Regions from separate parts of the Mus musculus genome. Here region 1 is linked to region 2. Evidence: chromatin contacts called from public Hi-C data. All regions are on one chromosome and are shown on one strand. Each heading gives the region's core, a stretch centred on a gene start, on an enhancer-like site or on the middle of the called end of the contact. The rest is flanking DNA. Distances are from core to core; before and after follow the strand shown. Region 1 has its middle 23 kb from the start of Atp13a3. Region 2 holds the start of Cpn2 (carboxypeptidase N, polypeptide 2).

Region 1 (6,118 bases), core at 663-3,162, 150 kb before region 2:
TACACAGAGAAACCTTGTCTCGGAAAAAAACAAAACAAAAAACAAAAAAGACTTTGGATCCGGCCTCCCTTTTGATTCCCAAAGGGCAGTCTGGGAACCCTCTCCCCATAGATCTCCTGGAACAACCTCCTAGATAGAGACTGTCATTAAACATGATGTCGCTATCTCCTCATCTCCGGCCAGGATGCACCTGCCTGCTTCCCCACTGTTCCTTTCAAAGCACATCCTTGGTGACAAGCAGACCTCTCTCTAGGACCCCTCCTCCAAGGTTTCTACCACCTCCCTGTTGCATCCTGACCTTTAACACTCCAGCATTGGGGGACATTATACAAATGTGGTGGCCACTTTACTGATGTGGCCTATGCTCCTATGGTCAATATGTTAGCCACATCGATCTCCCAGACTGGAGAGAGGGCAGAGTCAGAGAGATCAGCAGGAGGCAGGGACAAAAATCAGCATGGCCAAGGCCATGGGCAGATGCTTGGCTCATGTGATCACACACACACACACACACACACCCCACAGCACAAATAATTTATCATGACTCTTAGATTCCCAATCTTACTAACTAGTAAATGCTATTGGTGGAAACATAGTATCTAGGAGAGGTCCTACTTGGGAAGCATCAAGCCACACTTTTGGTGGTGCATGGTAGCACACACTCTGTCATCCTAGCACTCAGGAGATGGGGGCAGGAAGTTCAGGAATTCAAGGCTATCCTCTGCTACATAGTAAGTTCCAGGTTAGTCTAGGCTACATGAGAACCTGTCTCAACAAACCAACCAACCAACCAACCAGACAAAAAACTAGCTAGGACCAATGGTGATGGAAAACCTTGACACCTTGCACAGGTGTGAATAAAGAGAGAAAAGACAAAAACGGGGTTGGTGAGATGGCTCAGCGGGTAAGAGCACCTACTGCTCTTCCGAAGGTCCTGAGTTCAAATCCCAGCAACCACATGGTGGCTCACAACCATCTGTAACGAGATCTGATGCCCTCTTCTGGAGTGTCTAAAGACAGCTACAGTGTACTTACATATAATTAATAGATAAGTGAATTTATTTAAAAAAAAAAAAGACAAGAATGATGACTCTGAACTCTTTGCTTTTGTCTCTTTGGCGACCCTGGGTTCTGTCACTAGCTCCCCGGGTTGTCTTGGCCAAGCTTTCCTCCCTTCTTTCAGCCTCAGTTTCCCCACAAGACCAATGAAGTGTTTTACATTTGGCATTCTCGTCAAAGCAAGAGTTTCCCAGTTTCACATGGGGTACCTTAGAGTCCTGCCCCCACCCCACCATGAGCACACCCAAGGGACCATGCTGAGGCCTGGTTTTTAGAACTCATTTTTTTTCTATCTATGAGTGAGAAGAAGGTAGACCTACTATGATTACCAGACTGACCTCAAATTCCTGTGCTTAATAATCCTCCTGCCTCAGAATTCCAGTTACTGGAATTACTGTACCACACTACAATGCCACAATGCCTGGCTTCTTGTGGATTCTTTTTGAAATCTGGGGTGACCAATGGACAGAGGCAGCTATATAGAAGAGACCCCACACACACCCATCACACACACACACACACACACACACACACACACACACTTTTTCATGTTCCCTTCCATGTGGCACTCTGAAATAGCTCCCTCTGCAAGGCTTCCAAGATCGTCTCCCATGGATCGACTCTCTTTCAAGAAACTTTGGGAACTGGAACCACAGAACATCGTGTGCAGTGTTGTTTGACTTAGCCTGGCTGCCTTCCACTGGCTGGTTCCTGCTCTGCTTTGTTTTTTTTTCACAACCTTCTGAAAGAAAGGGGAGGTTGTTTCAAAAGTTCACTGTCCTTAACCCTGGCACCAGAGATGGAGACCTGTGAAACCAGAACCTTGATGGACACAGTCCAGCAGAGCCTGTGTGTACCAATGGGTGATGGGGGTGGAGTGGGGAGAGAGGTACAGGGGAGGCAGGGACAGAGCACCACCTATCCAGGTGTGGGCCTGCCCCTGGCCTCAGGCAGGTACAGAGAGCCTCCATCCACAGCAAAGTCTCATATCAAATAGAAAAGGATAAGAAAGGGACCATAGTGGGTTGGAGAGATGGGTCAGTGGTTAAGAGTACTGGTTGCTCTTCCAAAGGACCCAGGTTCGAATCCCAGCACCCACATGGCAGCTCACAACTGTCTAATTCCAGTCTGGGGAGTCTGACACTCTGGCAGGGCACCAATGGAAAAATTTTAAATTGAAGAAAGAAAGAAAGAAAGAAAGAAAGAAAGAAAGAAAGAAAGAAAGAAAGAAAGAAAGAAAGAAAGAAAGAAGGAAAGAAAGAAAGAAAGAAGAGGGGAGGGGAGAAGAGAAAAGAAAAGGAAAGGGAAGGGAAGGGAAGGGAAGGGAAGGGAAGGGAAGGGAAGGGAAGGGAAGGGAAGGGAAGGGAAGGAAAGGAAAGGAAAGGAAAGGAAAGGAAAGGAAAGGAAAGGAAAGGAAAGGAAAGGAAAGGAAAGGAAAGAAAAGAAGAGAAAGGAGCCATGGTAGCATCCTACATTTCTAGAACTGGGGAGGTTGAGGAAAGAGGATCATGAGTTTGAAGCAAACCCTGTTTCAAAATACATTTGCAAACAATATATTAAATACACCAGCCTGAAGAAGACAAGAATGAACATTTCATATGTTGATGCATGCCAATCAACTGATATGAAAGCAAACGCCTGAGGGGACACTTTTTCAAACAAAAAGCCGATTACACACACAGCAGACAGAATGGTACTGGAGAGACAAGATGCCTTCTTCTCCATAGTTAATCTCTGTGCCCTCACCACCCCTGAAAGCTATCAAAACTTTGAAGAATCCAAAACAATTGCCCCAGACAATCTTAGGAGCCAAATGACCACTATCTTCTTTAGATCAGCTGATGGTCACAGCCTCACTGTTGACCATTGATCTTCCTTCATAGGAGGAGGGGGAAGCCCAGAGCAGTGAGGTGTCATCTCCACATTAGTTGTATGCAATTCTGCCCCAATTGCACATGGCTTCAGAGAGCAGCCAGAGCTGCAGTTCTCGCCCTGTAGGTCTCGACCCTTTTGTGGTCTAGTATCAGATATTTACATTAAGAGTCATAACAGCTTGTCCGTGGGACCTCAGGGTGGAGGGGATCTGCTTGCATCTCCATCAAGTAAGGAACTGTAACAACAAAGCTAACTCTAATATGCAGCTATTAGTAGCTATTTGCTATTATAGTGTGTGTGTGTGTGTGTGTTGCACATGCCGTGTTCATTTTTAAGTCAAAGGACAACTTATGTGCAGGAGTGAGTTCTTTCTTCCCACCACGTGGGTTCTAGGAATTGAACTCAGGTCATCAGGCTTGGCAGCAAGCATCTTCTCAGCAGTTATTTTTAAAACTCTGCTTGGGATGGGGATGTAGCTCAGTTGATAGAGTGCTTACCTAGCAAGCACAAAGCCCTGAGTTCGGTACCCACCCAACACTCTGAAAGTAGGTCAAGGCAGGTCACCCTGAGACCTAATCTCCAACAACAAGGGTGATGGAGAAATGGGTGATTAAAAGAACTTCCTGCTCTCGAAGAAGGTTTGGTTTCCAACACCCATATCAGCTGGCTCACAGGCATCGGTAACTCCAATTCCGGGGAATCTAATGCTCCCCACCAGCAGCTGCTCACAAGTGGTACACACAAAGGCATACACACATGCACATAAATATAAATAAGGAGGTTGCCTTTTTTTTTTTTTTTGGTTTTATGAGACAGGGTTTCTCTGTGTAGCCCTGGCTGTCCTGGAACTCACTCTGTAGACCAGGCTGGCCTTGAACTCAGAAATTCACATGCCTCTGCCTCTGCCTCCCAATTGCTAGGATTAAAGGCGTGCACCACCACGCCCGGCTAGGAGGTTGCCTTAGTCAGAGTCCTCTAGAGGAACAGAACTTATAGAATTAATCTGTATATGAAAAGGAATTTATAACTACAGACTGTATTCCAGCTAGTCTAGTGATGTCTGTCTACCAATAGAAGTTCCAAGAATCCAGTAGCTGTTCAGTCCATGAGTCTGGGTGTCTTGGCTAGTCTCCAGTATGCACTATAATCCTGAAAAAGTAGACCAGTGAAGGAATGGACTTGCTAACTAGAGAAGAAAAAAAAAAAAAAAGGCAGGCAAAGAGACCAAGCTTCCTTCTTCCATGTCTTTTATTTAGGCTTCCAGGAGAAGGGGTGGCCCAAATTGTAGGTGGATCTTCCCACCTCAAAAATCCAGATTGAAAGTGGATCTTTCCACTTCAGATTATTTGACTAAGGAAAAATAAAATCCCTCATAGGGGTATCCAGCCATGTGGGTTTTAGTTAATTCCTGATCAAGTTGACAACCAAGAATGGCCACCATAGAGGTCTCAGTAAGACAGCAAAAACAGAAAGCTCCAAGATGAAGCAGCAGGCTAATTACTGGCAGCCTGAGCCTGGTGACGAGTGTTTGATCCCACACAGAGGTAGAAAGGAAAGAGCTGACTCCACAAGTTGTCCTCTGTCCTCTACATGCACGCCATGGCACTTGGATGTCGACACATATAATAATAAAAATAGAGGGCTGGAGAGATGGCTCAGTGGTTAAGAGCACTGACTGCTCTTCCAAAGGTCCTGAGTTCAAATCTTATCAGTCTGGTAATCATGGTGGCTCACAACCATCTGTACAGCTACAGTGTACTCATATACATAAACAAAATAGAACCACCAACCAAGGAGTACTCAGGGGCTGGACTTAGGCCTCCTACACATTTGCAGCCATTGTGCAGCTTAGTCTTCACGTGGGTGCCCTAACCATTGGAGTGGAGCATCCTCCACTGACCTGTCACCTGCCCTTGGGATTGCCTTCCCCTAACAGAACTGCCTGGCTGGGCTCAGTGGGAGAGGATGCGCTTGGTCCTCCTGGGACTGGATGTTCCAGGGTGGGGTGGAGTGGGGAGGGGGCTTCTCTTTCTCTGAGAAGGGGAGGGAGTAATGGAAGAAGGGACTTGTAAGGGTGGGACTAGGAGGAGGGAGAAGGGACTGTGTGTAAGTGTGTGTGTGTGTGTATGTGAGACTAGGATGAAAAATATTTTAAAAAATATCAAATACTTCCCCCCCCAAAAAAACCCTCCATTTCAGTTTGAAAATAAATATGAATTGCATCCTTAGAACACTGATAAACAATAAATAAAATTCATCCAATTTTCTTTAAAATGTTTTGTTTATTATGGTTTGTGGAGGGGGATCTGTCCATCTTGCCCAGTTCTCCTCTGTGTTTTATTTGCAAGGTATGTCCTGGTTTCTCTGAGGGCAGTTGATGGGTCAGGTACCCCGATCTTCAAGCAAATTTGAAAGGACTTAGTGAAACCTAGCACAGGAGGTCCAGGGATGATGGATACAAGTGCACCCAGGGTCACAGATGCAGATGATAGCTTGCTGGGATGCTGGAGATGCTGTGCACTCTGGAGACAAGGACCTGAAACAAGGTGTGGGCTCCAGGCAAGGGTGACCTGGGATGATGTTGGTAATTCTTCCCCATCCCCCTCCCTCCATCTTCTTCCTTTCTTCTTTTCTCTTCATTTAATTTTAAGTTTATGTACATTGGTGTTTTGCCTATGTGTATGTCTGTGTGGGGGTGTTGAATCTTCTGGAACTGGAGTTACAGACAGGTGTGAGCTGGGAATTGAACTGGGGTCCTCTGGAAGAGCATACAGTGCTCTTAACTGCTGAGCCATCTCTCTCCAGCTCACCCTTCTGCTTCTTAAGGACGAGTCACAGCGGCACCGGGGCAGAGCATACTCACACTCTTATTCGTGCACACTGACTAATTTACATTGGCAGGTGCCCACTCTGCTTCATGCCACAGAACCCGGGCACAGAGCACCTAGGAGTGAATGGGGACCAATAACAAGCCTGGGGACAAACAGGATCAGTTGTGCCTATTCCGGGTCTTGCGTGGTTTGGATGGGAGCCAGAAGGCTCCTGCCTTGAATGTTTGGTTTCCAGAGCAATGTTTGGAGATGGGACTTTGTAGGGGTGGTGAGCTCACGAGGGCTCCAACCTAAGCAAGGAATTCCATCACTGATGGATGTGCTGGCACTATTGGGAGGTGATGGGAAGTAAA
Region 2 (6,135 bases), core at 873-3,372:
AGAATCTGGCTGTTGATGATTGCAGGAGGGAAGCCATTAGTGTTGTCTGAGAGAGTGTGCAGCAGGTAACTTCCATGTGGAGCCCCACCGAGTCAGGGCCCTTCTCCTAAGGAGAGATTGTTCTTGCCTCCCACTGTCTTTGCTCTGCCTTCTAGAACAATCATGCTTGACTTACTAGACAGTCTCCGCAAGTAGTCCCAGTTGCTTGGCAGTGCATTTAGAGATTTCTAGGCTCCCAGGGTTCTGTAGAATGTGAGCCCTGCTGGGCAGGTTTAGGGGAATCTGTCCTTTGCTAGATGCGGCTTGTAACAGATTTGGTGTACAGGATCAACAATAAACGGTATACAAAGGGCGAGTGTGTTCTCTGTGGACGTCTTGGTGTGTGGGTCTCCTGCCTGTGCACCTCACCCTTGTCGCCTAGATTATGAGCAACCTGGATGGATGGCTCCTCACAGTTGAATTTGGGTGGAGAACAGGCCTTTGGGGGAAAATGTGGCTGGTGGGGACTTTAAGAATAGGTTTGGCAGGACTGACAAATGAAAATGTGAACTCAAAATGAATTTCCCAGAGTCACTTTGTGATCTGGCCTTCCTCCCATAATCCCCCAGAGTCTACTGAGACAGGCTTCTGGAATTCCAGAGAATGGGGAGAGGGCTTGAAGCTGGATGCTTATTTCCTACAGGAATCTTTGAATCTCTTTATGCAAACATCCCTCCACAGTGCATACACATATGTGCACATGTCTGCACTCTGGACACTTGAACACACATGGATGGATGGTCGGAGACAGACAGACAGACAGACAGACAGACACACACACACACACACACACACACACACTCCCCCGATGCCGCCTATGGGAGAGAACACAACGATTTGTAGAGATCAAACGCCAGAATTCAAACCATGGTCTGGCAGCCAGATTCCTCTTGTTTGCCCTGACATCTTGACAAATAGGACATGGTGTGTTCCTTGAGGAGCCAAGGCCCTGCACCCACAGGGTATAGAGCTGTTCTCAAACATGGGTGTGAGTCTCCCAGGAAATGCAGGTCCCATGCCCTGCTGTTCCTTGAGGCCACCATCCTGCCATTGACAGGCCAGGCACCACATGGGGCGGATCTGGGTACACTAGATTCCTGGTTGTCTCCCTCTTTCTTTTATTTGTACTGAAAGAAAATGCCTCCTATTAGTCAGTCAGACCTTTGCAGGGTGGGGTGTCATCTGATCATGTGCAAAAGAAGTCATATGTCCTAGCAATCTTTCTAAAGGTGAACGATGGTTAAACAGCCTCAGATCACTTGGATGACAGACTCCCGGCACTGGAGAGTTACACTGCTTCTCTCGGTCATCCCTTCATGCCATATACCTCATATCATCTGAACACTCATATATAATCATACACACATGTACACACAAAACATTCCTTACTCAACCATACCAACCACACAAAGTTACTCTCATTTTTATTATATAGAACATATATGAGTGTATGTATGCATGCACACACAACTCCATTTACTATCACATGTTCAACACACACACGCACACACACATACCCCACTTCACCATTTCATTCATATTCTCACATGCTCACTTCACAAACATACACATCCCCAACTCATGATCACACATGCTCTGTTCACACACACACACACACACACACACACACACACACACACACTCATGTACACATATACACAATATATATGCCAAAAAGAGAAAGTTCATTAAACAAACAAATCAGCAAACACAAGAGACTGGTAAGTTCTAAGTTTCGTCTTAGTGGCAGGATTGAGTGCTGAGCAGGTAGCTGGGTGGCCTCTTAGCCCACACTTATGTTCACAAGGAAATGACTCTCATCTCAGTGTAGCCAGGAGACACTTTTTGTTTTTATTCTGGAGATACTTTTAATGGGCTAGTGGATACTTGGGGTCCCAGATCTGCCAAACCTACAGTCTCAGTTGGATTAGGCATCTGTCTATGGGAACCATTCAGGTCATTTTGTAATCTTTATAGGCCTTGCCCAAGTGACCTTGGTGACATTCCGGGAACAGTCGATCCCCATGAGGGGAGGAACCCTTCTCAGGACTTTGGTCAGCGCTGGGGCTGGATTTAACTGAGCACAGAGCACATGAAATTCTCCTCTGTTTCCGAGGAAAAACCAGGGCTTCTGGCCCCACCTGCCCAGCCCCTCACGGTAGGCCACCTGCCTTACTCCTGGGTCTGTGGGGATTTGGGGACATCTGGCTTAGGGTCCTGGCTGGGACACTGGAAAGGGACTTGTTGCTCTGGGAACAAGTAACTGAGTCCCCTTACCTGCAAGGGGAAGCCCTTGAGTGGATCAGCTAGCCTTGGCTGAGAAAGGCCAGGAAGAACTTAAGGTGGAGGGTGGCCTGGCCTGGCTTTCAGGGGAGCCAGGTGTGAACGGTGGCAGGCAGAGTGGTCACAGGCCATGATCCACCCTGGTTGGTGCCTATTGTCTGACATAATTAGTGCTGCTGTCTCTTCATTCCCAGAGTGTCAGACTTAGATGATAATGTTCACATTCATCCTAGAACTAAATTGAATGTTTGCTATTTGTCAAGCACCATGCAGTACTTTAAATGCACCGTCTAATTGGGGACTAATTTTAACCTTAAGGGCTCAGGTTCTAATCAGGGTAAGGAAATTAAGGCTTTGATAGATGGCAAAGGGGAATCCTTGGAGCCCACACAGCTAGTAAGTACAGTGTCTGGATTTGAACGCAGAGCTGGCTATTCCAACAGAGCCATAGTGCTTCTCCATTAAGAGAAGAGGAGCGGTCATGGAGAGCCACAGGCATTCCGTTCCTTCAGCTTGGTGCCATCTGTTTGGCCAGCCCTGGCCCAGGTGCTGGGATGCAGAGCCAAAATACTGCAGCAGGGGCCTGACCCCTGGGGTCTCAGTCGGGATACAATCTACTAGAACACAGAGCAGAAGGACCCCGTGCTTAGCAAAGAACACCAGTGACCTGCCAGGTGAAGGAGGGACAGTCCAGGAAGGCTTGCTGGAGACTCCTACTGTTCTGGGAGGGTGGGTAGAATAGGAGCAGGCAGTGGGAGGGAGCAGTAGGCAGAGACATACCGCAGCATCACCAAGGGGCTGGAGGCATGGCCGAGCTGGAAAGTGGTAGTATCTAGTCCCACCTTCTTATGTCACAGTGCCAGCTTTCCCATAAAACCAACACAGCAAAGAGCCAAGCCCCCGGTCCTTGGCAACGCACTACAGACAAGGAGTGCTGCTGCAGGGCTCTGGAATTGTTGTCTGTGGGTGGGGTCAAGCCTCACAGCTTATGGGGTGGGGATGGGAGCCCTGGGACCTACCTGTGCCTAGTGTTTTATACTGTTAACCTACGTCTTAGAAAATAGCTTTCTTCTTCATCTTAAAATAGGCTCGTGTTTATTATGTTAAAATATTTTAAAATGTGTACGTATTTTAAAAGCAGAGCCAACGTAGATTTATTAAGGAAAAGTAAGAAAGAACCAAGAGTGAGAGGGGAGTCCAAGGAAAGGATGCCCTGAAACGCTTTTTTAAAAATAGAAATTTTTATTTATTCTTTGTCAATTTCATGCATGTGACCAATATATCATGATCATCTTGATCATATCCGCTGCCAAGCCTCCTCCTTGATAGTTTGTTGCTTTGGTTTCCTTTCAGGGCCACACTAGCAACAGTAAATCTATGCTTTAGGTGTCAAGACTGTGTAGTCAGCGCGGTTCTGGATTAGCCAATGCAGAGGCAGAGCCTCAGTGTTTGCTCTACTGCCTGGGTCTCAAGTAGGCCTGGAGGTGGGGTGGGGTGTCAGGGAGGGCCTGTGCAAGGTGCCAATCTACACTTCCTGTGGCCTTCAGCCCTTTGATTAATTTTGCTGACTTAGAGGAAATGAGGTCAGGTCTGAGGATCAGCCAGGGGCACAGCCCAGACGTTCTTCTTCTTGTTTCCCAGGGACCTCGGAACAAGTAGTGGTATCCAGCCTGCCTGTGAGGTGGATCCCAATGCAGGTGGCACCAGGCACACTGGGGTCAGAACTTGGGCTCCTAGCACCCTGGGAAGGGAGGGGGGCTTGGCTCTGTGATGGTTGACAGGTGGAACAGCTTGGGGGCACATAGGAATGTACCACCAAGGGAGGATTTGGAGAGGATGAAGGCTGTTGCCGTCAGTCAACCGAAACAGATGAATAACACACACATTTCAGAATGGAGGAAAGGCCAGGTGCCCCTCACTTGCTGGAGCATGGGGCGCTGCTGTGTTCGTTCACTGGTCTTTCTAGGTACATAGCATACACCTTCCACAGCCGTGGCCTCTGGTGCAGACCCCGTGCTGTGTCTGGAGTGGGAGTGCCCTGTGACTTGTTCTTCTGAGGGAGGACTAAGGGACCCAAGCCAGGGATATCAAGCCAAGACTGTGATATGCCTTTTTTTTCTCCACTGAGAAGGAAAAGTGTTAGGACTGGGACCGTGGGGATGGCTTGCTCTGCTCCACATGGAACAATCCTGTAAGCGTATCAGTTTTTCCACAGGAAACCTCGAATGACATCTGACCAGAGCTGATCCTTGCCACTCTCAGACCAGATGATGTACAACATACCCAACTCTGGGCTTGGGGCTGTCTCTGTATTTTCTTGTTGTAGCCCTCTGAGACCCCCCCCCCCCACACACACACACACATAGAAGGTAGTCTTGTGCTCACTGGGTTAACGATGAAGTGACACACAGAGAGATTACATCACTTAGTCACAGTACACAGCCAGTCAGAATTTGAGCCCATACTGGCTACAGAGTGCTCACTTTGGGTTACTTTGCAGTGGGGATGAGTCTTGGGCTGGCAATGGATCATTTATTTTCTTTCCTTCCTCCTTTCTTTCTTTCTTTCTTTCTTTCTTTCTTTCTTTCTTTCTTTCTTTCTTTCTTTCATTCTTTCATTCTTTCATTCTTTCGTTCTCTCTTTTTAAAAAATATTTATTTATTTATTTATTTATTTATTTACTTTTATGAGTACACTGTAGCTGTCTTCAAATACACCAGAAGAGGGCATCCAATCCCATTACAGATGGTTGTGAGCCACCATGTGGTTGCTGGGAAGTGAGCTCAGGACCTCTGGAAGAGCAGTCAGTGCTCTTAACCGCTGAGCCATCTCTCCAGCCCCCGGAACATTTTCTTTCTGTGTCTCCATTCCATCCTTGTAGACTAAGACAAGGGGAACTAAACCCAAGAGCGCCCTGTTCTGACCTAAGGACACCCCCAGGGACTGAGAGGGTGACAAGGTTAAGGACACATGCCTATCTGCATAGCTATCTTAAGCCTTGCCTCAGGTACCAGCACCTGAGCTGGAGTGGATAGCTCCCTGGAGCCACTGACCCTAGACTGACCCTGCCACAGGGGCCCATGCCCTTTGCTTACCTGTGGAGCACTGAAGGCAGCTGAGACCCAACCCAACAAGATTCAGGTTGAAAGAGACATGGACAGACAGACATGGGATAACTCTAGACCTGTAGCTGTGAGGAATGAGCCTGCCAGTCCCTACCTATTCTCTGTCTGATACAAAAGCCTTGTGGGATCAGCAGAGATTCTCAGAGCACAGACATAAGCCTGACCCTGACCCCTTAATATCTGAGTCTCATGCTGTAGGAGTCCTGATTTCCCTGCTCTGGTCTTGTCTAGGTTTCAGGTTTCAGGTTTGAGAAAGTTGGGGGTGTGGAAACAGCCCCTCAGACTGCTTCCCAACCCCATGTCCCCTCGGCCCCACAGGGGTCAGACACTCCTCTAACACCTGGGTGGATTTGCTTCACCTGATCTCTATGCCACCGAAAGGTCAGTTTCCTTCAGTGTCGGGATTCTTGACAGTCACCTTTCTCAGGAGCATCTCCAAGCCCTTGCTTTCTAAGGTCAGTGTATGAAGGAGACACCAGGCCAAGCAGATAAGAGGAGGAGGAGGACTGGGTGGCTCAATGGTAACACTTGTCCTCAGGAGGCCCTGGCTTTTCTTCTGTGGTGCTTCCAACCATTGCTCCAGATTTCCTCCTGGCAATGCCAGGGGGCCTGTGGTCTGTGGAGGGCCTCTCGGGTTGTGTCACTTGTCTAATTACTATTCTGTTGTTGTGAAGAGACACCATGACCA

What was found. Hi-C and Micro-C count contacts between places; a contact is called where the count stands out from the background.
Region 1: a contact with region 2 is called in a Hi-C map of liver, with 2.4 times the contacts expected there. The contact joins the enhancer-like site here to the promoter of Cpn2 in region 2. A contact is called at or near these places in 2 of 484 Hi-C or Micro-C datasets (the G1E-ER4 cell line and liver), 2 of 115 datasets of contacts at active chromatin or transcription factors (double positive thymocytes and embryonic stem cells) and 3 of 9 other capture datasets (adipose tissue, liver and pancreatic islet).

What each region holds. Positions count from the first base shown.
Region 1 is chr16:30,408,600-30,414,717 of GRCm38.p6, reverse strand. No RefSeq gene overlaps it. Among named protein-coding and RNA genes, the nearest start is that of Atp13a3, 23 kb to the right of the region's middle. Within about 2 kb of position 1,912, at least 5 of the 459 cell types and tissues checked have an H3K27ac peak or open chromatin away from gene starts, as enhancers often do. A contact at or near this core is called in liver, where this site is marked.
Region 2 is chr16:30,263,519-30,269,653 of GRCm38.p6, reverse strand. It overlaps Cpn2 (carboxypeptidase N, polypeptide 2), which reads left to right and starts at 2,122. Exons shown (of 2, transcript NM_027904.3): 1 at 2,122-2,197. Lrrc15 (leucine rich repeat containing 15) reads left to right here. Exons shown (of 2, transcript NM_028973.2): 2 at 1-352.